2 separate regions of the Arachis hypogaea genome follow, and region 1 is linked to region 2. Evidence: chromatin contacts called from public Hi-C data. All regions are on one chromosome and are shown on one strand. Each heading gives the region's core, a stretch centred on a gene start, on an enhancer-like site or on the middle of the called end of the contact. The rest is flanking DNA. Distances are from core to core; before and after follow the strand shown. Region 1 holds the start of LOC112698256. Region 2 holds the start of LOC112805822.

Evidence for each region. A called contact is a pair of places that touch in the nucleus more often than the background predicts.
Region 1: a Hi-C map of an unstated tissue shows a contact between it and region 2, with 4 times the contacts expected there. The contact joins the promoter of LOC112698256 here to the promoter of LOC112805822 in region 2. A contact is called at or near these places in 2 of 8 Hi-C or Micro-C datasets (leaf and an unstated tissue).

The regions. Positions count from the first base shown.
Region 1 is chr6:102,022,092-102,026,160 of arahy.Tifrunner.gnm2.J5K5, forward strand. It overlaps LOC112698256, which reads right to left and starts at 2,170. Exons shown (of 1, transcript XM_025751579.2): 1 at 910-2,170. The coding sequence starts at 1,787. The coding sequence ends at 1,578.
Region 2 is chr6:101,824,320-101,828,806 of arahy.Tifrunner.gnm2.J5K5, forward strand. It overlaps LOC112805822, which reads left to right and starts at 2,596. Exons shown (of 2, transcript XM_025848152.1): 1 at 2,596-3,309; 2 at 3,430-3,789. The coding sequence starts at 2,596. The coding sequence ends at 3,789.

The sequences.
Region 1 (4,069 bases), core at 920-3,419, 200 kb after region 2:
TATAATAAATTAAAAAATTTTAATAACTATTTTAATTATAAAAGATTATTTTTATATTTATTTATATTTTAACAAACTCAAAAAAAACATAATAAGCCTATTAAATTATTTTGTACATCTGAATTTAGCTTATTAATAAAATTAAACTTTTAAAATATTTTTATACATCTGAATGTTTCTAACCGTACATTCGATTGAATTCTATTCATTCACCTTCAAGGTTTAAATACAAAGAAAAAAAATATTAAAATTCTTGTTCTCAAAACACACCATTTTAAAGATTTCAAATCGTCGTCTTTATATTCTTAAAAATTAATATATTTTCATGAATTTCATCGTTATATGTGATATTTAATGGCATGTGCGAGACTCAATGTTCCACCTCATCAATGAATGTTAGTGACTGATGATAGTTAACTTTAAGAATTAATTTATGTATTAGATTCTTTTAAAAGCTAAAGTATTTCATCTAAATTTTTTAAAAATTTGATATGACTGAGTAAGGCTAAAAGTGAGTCAAGCCAGCTCATAAGTTAATACGAGCTCGACTCGTTAATAACTCAATAAGTTAAGCTTGTGAGTTAGTGAGTCAAGTTTGAGCTTGAAATTGAGTTCATAAAATTAAGCTCAACTCATTAGCTCGTGAGCTGACTCGATTATATATATATATATAATTATTAATACACATATCTTATATGCATTTAATCTATATTTTAATATTATATATATACATATGAAATAGTAATATATATATATATATATATATATATATATATATTAATGATCTTAATTATTTAAAATTTTATATTTATTTTTTACATATAATTTTGATGTAAGATATAAATAAAAAATTTATAATTTATTGATAGATAATAATATATAAAATTAATCTTTTTAAATATTTTTTAAAATATATAAGTTATAATTTATTAATATAGAATTATAGATTATGTATTTATCTTTCTATTATTTGAGCCAGCTCGTGAGCTTTTGGTGAGACGAGCTTGAGTTTAAAAAATAGACTTGCATGTTAATGAGTCGAGTCGTGAGCCAAGTTCAATTTTTGTGAGCCGAGCTTAAGCTTGGTCTAGCTTGCCTCAGCTCGGCTCACTTCCAACCCTATGACCGATTATCAAGAGTTAACTTTTGATTATAAATGTGAAAATGTGATTTTTATTTAAGTGATTAATTAGTATGTGATTTTTTCGTGTTTATATATGTAACATAATTGATGGTTACACTAGAGAAAATGGTACAACGTAATTGATTTTTTGTGCTTCTCTCATGTAAATTTCTTGTTTTGGTTTTATTTGGTAGTAATTTTTTTAGGTGCACAAATAACACGATGTTATAATTAAATAAGAATCTCTATGACACAATAACAAAATCACAGGATTGTATGTGAGTTGAATATATCAAGTAATTAATCACAAAAAAGAAGAAGAAAAGTGCTCTAAGAAGCAAGATATTGACCATATTAGCAACCTTTGTCATGTGTGTATATATATATAATCAAAGACAAATTAAGAAACATAGAAAAAAGTTCATGTCCAAGTAAAGTGACTATGCTGAATGCTTCATCCGCTACCAATGTGAACATTAATGGCAATGAGGAAAATAACCATGAATCCAAAGAAGAGAAGAGAGTGGACAAATATGGAGATGCCACTGGTTTGAAAGTTGAGAAACTCCACCACACGTCCTTTGCCCGGAAGCTGGAACAGTAAACCTGGCGAGAACACCACGAACAGGACTAAACCAATAATTACAGGAGCCCAATCTGCCATTTAATTTGTGTGCTCTTAACGTCTCTCTTTTGCTAAAGGAAGAAGAAAGAGTTGAACATAGAAATTACATTAAGCAATCAAGGAGGAGGATTTAATAGCAAAATGAGTGGCGATAATAGATGTGGGATAAGACATCATAAAGTTCAAGGAGGGAGAGTTAGTAAGTATGACGTTAAAAATAAAAATTGAAGATGGGACAAATGGAACGGTTTATGATCGGTGTAGTCATTGGATGCAATGATTCCTTGGACGGCTACTACTAAAGGTGAAAATCCGGTGAAAATCCTCAGTTACTTTCAATTTTATTTCAATTTTATGGTGAAAATTCATGTGCAGTCAACTTCATGTGAAGTTGATAGTTAAAAGTTATTAGATGAAAATTTAATCAAATCAGTCAAATCATTTAACGATTCTCAACTATCAACTTCATGTGAAGTTGGATGCACCTGAGTTTTCACTTATTTTTGTACGAAATTGTTAGTCAAAAACCATTAGATAATTTGACATATTTAATTAAATTATTATCTAATAATTTTTAACTAGAAATTTTATATAAATATAACTATACATGAGTTTCTACTAAATAGTAAATATAATAACCTAGACTTAGATCGATATTGCTAAAAAAACAGTATAATTAAATTTTTTTTAAATAGTATCATTTATTAAGTTTTTAGAGAAGAGAAAAAATAAAAAATAAATAAATTTTTTAAATTTTTTGAATAAATAAAATGTGAAAGTGAATATTTAAATTATTAAATAATAATAAATTCTTAAGTCACCAAAAAAATAATAATAAATTCTTAAAAGAACTCACCAAAGATTAAAGGACAAGTAACATTTTTAAAAAGATAATACTTCAAGATGGAAAATTGTCTTGAGAACTATTTTTAGTGGCGCAATGAGATTAAAACGCAACAAAAAAGAATTGCACAATCAAACTCGCCGGTAAAGTTCTAATAGAAGTGATAGCTGAATACTAGAAAGTCAACGTATATTTTTGTATATTTATATTAATTATAATTAATTATTAAAATAATTAATCTTAGTTTAATTACTTTATTGGATCGTATAATTTTATCATATTTTTTATATAAAAAATTTTAGTTAAATACTTTAATTTTAAAATAAATATTAATTACTAAATTAATTCTAATTTTTTATTTTATTTGATAAATTCATCTCATTAAAATATATTAAAAAAATTTAACCAAATGAATCTTTATCATACATGAAAATTTTTACTAATTTTTAAAATTTTTATGATAATCTCTTATATAACATAACATAATATTTGTTCAATACGTGAATGATCATGCATTGACCAATTTTTAATAATGACCCACGAAATAATTTTTAAGAAAATTACTTATAGTTTTTTATGGATCTCGCTAGGGAGACAATGAACTATTTGTACAATGTGTAATTAGTTTAATTTTTGAGTTCACTAAGAATCGAACTCTTGACCTTTCGGATCTAGCGTTTTAATACCATGTCATGATACCACTCATCCCAAAAGCTTCAGCCGATGGAAAAATGTAACACTAATAATTATATCTCTAATACTCTATAAACCTCCATTGTACACATTATATAAATATTTCATTGGCTCCTCATACTTCCCCTTTTTTAATTTAACAAGTCAAAGTTTTAAATACAGACACTCATTTAAACAAATTAATAAACTAACTATTACATTAGCCCAAATTGACTATTCTTAAGAAATTATGATCGAAAAAATTGAAAGTAATGCAAGCTCAAGTGCTAAAAACTAAAAAGCCTTTCAAGCTTTTTATTTTTGGTGGAAAACGGAGCTAGAAGCCCAACACCCTTGAAATCTTGAAAGACCATAAGAGAAAGGAAATCCAACCCGCTTCAGAAGGAAAATTGGGGTCCATGTTAGTTGCCTGTTTCGGAAGCAATATTGGACCTTCCCATCCTGTTTTAAAGTGACGTTGCTTCTGACAAAAACAATGTGACGTTGCTTCTTGACTTTGGACCAAAACAGACTCTTCATTTCAACAAAGAACATGACCCCATAGAACCAAAAAAATGAAGGCTATGCCTATGTGTTCGGTTCACTTTTTATGGGTAAGGCTTTATAAATACCGAAAACCATTCTTTAAACATCTGGGGTAACCCGTCCAAAAAAAAAAAAACATCTGGGGTACATCATGTCCAAAATTAAAAATAAAAAATAAAAACATCTGGAGTACATTGTACATGGTGAATTTTATACATTGTACATTGTACATTGTACTTTCTGACACAGGTTTGTCGGT
Region 2 (4,487 bases), core at 1,346-3,845:
CACTGTTTTGAGCTTTTGGTGTTCCCCTTTCTTTCTGATATAATTTTGTGTCATTTGGACATCCTATTATTTTTTATTGAAAGGAAAAGTATAGAGTACCAACATATTATCTATCAACTTTTGTCAACTCTTATTTATATTTGTGTTTCATGGAAGTGTGTTCGTAGATGTGTCTAGTAATTAATATATTTTAAATACATATATAAAGAGACACATCCAGAAAATATATCTATAAAGATACTTCTATTAAACACAGTTATAAAAAAACATTTTTATTAGACACATTCACAAACACACTTCCATAAAACACAATTATAAATAAGAGTTGGTAGATATATTGTTGGTAATGTAGCGAAACCGTTATTGAAATGGGTAAAATTATCTATCTTTAGCGAAAAAAATAGTATTTATGTAAATACTAGCTATTAAGGTATGAATTTTTTATACGAACTATATTTTTGTTTATATTTTTTTTTAAGAGAATATTTGTGACCGGATTATCTAATAAAGATTAATATTAAAAATTATTTTGTGTATTTCGAAATTTTAAAAACGATAGTATCCAATTTTAAAAACTTTGGCAACTGTTTTGGGTAGAAACAAAATGTACAGAAAAAAAGATGTCCAGAAAATAACAAAACCCAAAGCTTAACAAAAAAAAAAAAAAAAGAGGCATCATGGCAAGAATGCACATAAAGGCAGTTCACTTTTAGGCCGAGGATTAGATTCTTGCGCACTTCATATACATAAGAAAGAAGAATAAAGGTGGAAGAAATTATTTCGTGGTAATTGAAATGGATAATTCTCAGAAATTATTGCTTATCAATATCAAGATCATTGAATTCCATGGTTTGTCGTTCAACGTTAGAGAACCAAACAAAAAAGTATAATCGAGAGATTTGAGACACAATTACTAAAATGATAAAGTTTGTTAAAGAATGAAAGTTAATTATCTAACTAATGGATTCAATTGGAAAATAAAAATTAAATCAATAGTATTTAAATCATAAAAAATTATATCAATTTTTCTATCTAAATCGATCCAAATCAGTATATATTTATAGGCCAATAGAAGGCTCATAGTAAAAAAAGATTATTAAAAGGATAGTATTATCTAAATTATATATTTTTTTAATAATTTTGATATATTTTTTAATAATTAACTCTTCCTAGTTCCTGCTTACCCTGCTTGTCCTTCTTGTGAACATAACAACACAAACGAGAGTAAAAAACTCAAACTATTCTATACTTTCTCCCGTCACACTTAAATTGAATCATTAAAACCAAATACTGTATCTAAATATATACAACTGCAAAGAACAGGGAAAAAAAAAATAAAAGAATCCTATGAAGTTCAACTTGCATTGGTGTGATGTACGACCAGACAGTTAATTGTAATATATATCTTATCCTCTGAATCTTCAACAACTTTAGGACTTTGGTGGGTTGTGGCTTGTCCAGTACTTGTCCACGTAAAGAAATGCAAAGCCTAGTAGTGAGTATGCCCATTTTTGCTATATACTCTCAACCGTTGCTTGCTCCATCATATTAAAGCTAAAGCAACAAAAATATTGCTTCGAGTGCTGATAGAATATTATCTGAATATACTCGCAATTAGGGTTGCTCAACAAAACCTAGTTCTATTTACATACTTACTTGTTTTTTCTAGGATGTTATTATATTATGCTTCTTTTTCTATATTAATAATATTTTTAGAATTAAATAAGTTTTTGAAATTTATTATTCTGATCCAGTCCAACAGACCAAAGACCCGGGTCCAAACGTCCGGCCGACTCAACGGTTTACCGAACCCGAGCTCGGGAGGTGACCCGAACGTCACCCCCCTCTCCCGCGTGAACCTGGACAGCTGGAAAGAAAACTTCCAAGATAGAGGGTCTATCCGTGTGGGACCCACTCCAGGACAGACTATATAAAGGGAAGACCCTACCCTTCTCCAGAGGTACGTCAGCTAACCTTAACCTTAATAGCCGCCTCTTGTATGGACATTGACTTGAGCGTTAGAGTCCTTCCAGGTGGCCCCACCTCATCCTCCCCTCGTCTGGGCGGAGGAGTCATTCACCGGAGCTCTCCAACACCCATTTCACAGTCACCCACACCTTCATTGCCTCTAGATCCAACCCGTTCGATACCCCGAGCCACTGAACATTGGCGCTGTCTGTGGGAAGAGGAGGAAGTGTGTGAGGGGGAGGGAACTCGCTTGATGAGCAGGATAGCCTCGATGACCTCCTCTCGTGAGCGCACGAGAACCCCCTCTCGTAAAAATGACCTTCCTTCCAGCTCCCATGAAAGGCGCCCCTTCGGGGGTACGAGTGATGACAACGCAAAGATTATGCAGGAATTACGCAACCGAGTGCAAAATCTCAAGAGGGAGCTAGCCGCCAAGGATCGCTACCGACCCAGCCCGAGCCTTTCCCGTACCCGAACTCCCCAAGGAGATCGAAAGCTTGGGGAAGAAGCCCTCGGAGGAACCGTACCAGGCGTAGAGCTGACGCTCGACCTCCCTCGACCCATGATGGGTCGGAGGGCCAAGGCGAAAATAGAAAGAGTCCGAGAAGGCGACGAGACCCCATAATCATGGGAGCAACCCCTTTTCACCCCTCCATCCTCAAGGTTCGGCTGCCGAAACACTTCGACAAGCCAACGGATATGAGATATGATGGAACCCAGGACCCTCAGGAACACCTGACGGCCTTTGAGGCCAGGATGAACCTCGAGGGTATTGGTGATGCGGTGAGGTATCGTGCTTTTTCTGTGACCTTGGCAGGACCGGCAATTTGGTGGTTCAATGCGCTTCCTCAAGGGTTCATTACGACCTTCTCGGACATAACTCACAGCTTTTTAGCACAGTTCACCACACACATTGCCAAAGCTAAGCACCCTATTAACCTTTTAGGGGTCACCCAAAGAGCCGGGGAGCCGACTAGGAAGTTCCTCGATAGATTCAACGACGAGTGCCTAGAAATTGACGGCTTGACCGACTTAGTGGCCAGCCTATGCCTGATGAACGATTTGTTAAATGAAGACTTCAGAAAGAACCTTACTACCAAGCCCGTGTGGACAATACAAGACATCCAGAACGTGGCCAGAGAGTACATTAATGATGAGGAGGTTCGCCAGGTGGTGGTGTCCAATAAGCGACAACAGGCCAACCCTCCCCCCCGTCAACCCGGGCACGAGGAAAGGTCGAAAGAACCCTCCAAGGACGGAGGATCAGCTAAACCTTTCAAGCCTTTCCCTCGAGTTGGAAAGTTCTCAAACTATACCTCTCTTACGGCCCCAATCGTGGAAGTCTACCAGTAGATCGCTAACAAGGGTATCTTGTTGAAGCCCCCAATAGCTGAAAGACAAAACAAGCGGGAACAAGAGCTTGTACTATGACTACCACAAAGTTTTTTACCATAAATCCAGGATTGTTTTGATCTAAAGGACGCCTTGGAGAAAGCCATCCGCGATGGCAAGCTGACTAAGTTTTCCCAGTTCATAAGGGAGCCTAGGCAAAGGGGGCACGAACGTTTCAAGGATGATCAAGACCTGGCCATGAAGCTGAGACAAGGGGCTAGCGAATACGTAGACAATGCCCTCACTGTGGTCAACATCGTGGTTGGGAGAAACGCGCCCCTCAGATCAAGGTCCGCTACCAAAAAGGACACCAGAGTCTTGGCCGTATCATCAGGGAGCCATAGGCCCCCGTCCAGGGAACTTCCGAGAATATCATTTGGGCCAGAAGACCAGTGGTTTCATGACATCCCGAAAAACCCCCTGTGGTGATCATGGCAAGAATCGGAACGGCCTTGGTCAAGCGGATCCTCGTGGACACTGGAGCTAACTCCAATATCATATTCAAGAACGTGTTCGATGCCCTAGGACTCTGAGAGACTGACTTAAAAACCCATCAATATGGGATCATAGGTCTAGGAGACAACTTTATAAAACCTGACGGGATAGTCACCCTCCCGGTTTGTATCGGGGGAGGAGAAGGAAAGAGGTCGATAACGGCGGAATTTGTAGTCTTGAGGGACTCCACAGCTTACAACGTTATCCTGGGGAGGAAGACGATTAATGAGTTCTCCGCTGTGATATGCGCCAAGTTTTTTATTATGAAGTTTGTTACTAACAACAGGTCCGTTGGATCCCTCAGGGGAGACCTAGAAATGGCGGTTGCATGCGACAACGCCAGCCTCTCCTTGAGAAAGAAATCGAAGGAAGCATCTGGGGTATTTCTGGCCGACTTAGACACCAGAGTGGACGACAAGCCGAGGCTCGAGCCCGAGTGAGATTTGGAGAAGTTCTGGGTCGGGGACACAGAGGAAAAATTCACCTATGTGAATAGGAACCTCCCCCAAAACCTAAAAGAACCCCTCATGAAGGCGGCTGGACCCCAGCCGACATGCTCGGAGTGGACATCGACTTCATGTCTCATCGGCTTGCCGTAAAGCCAGATGCCAAGCCCATTGCTCAGAGGCGAA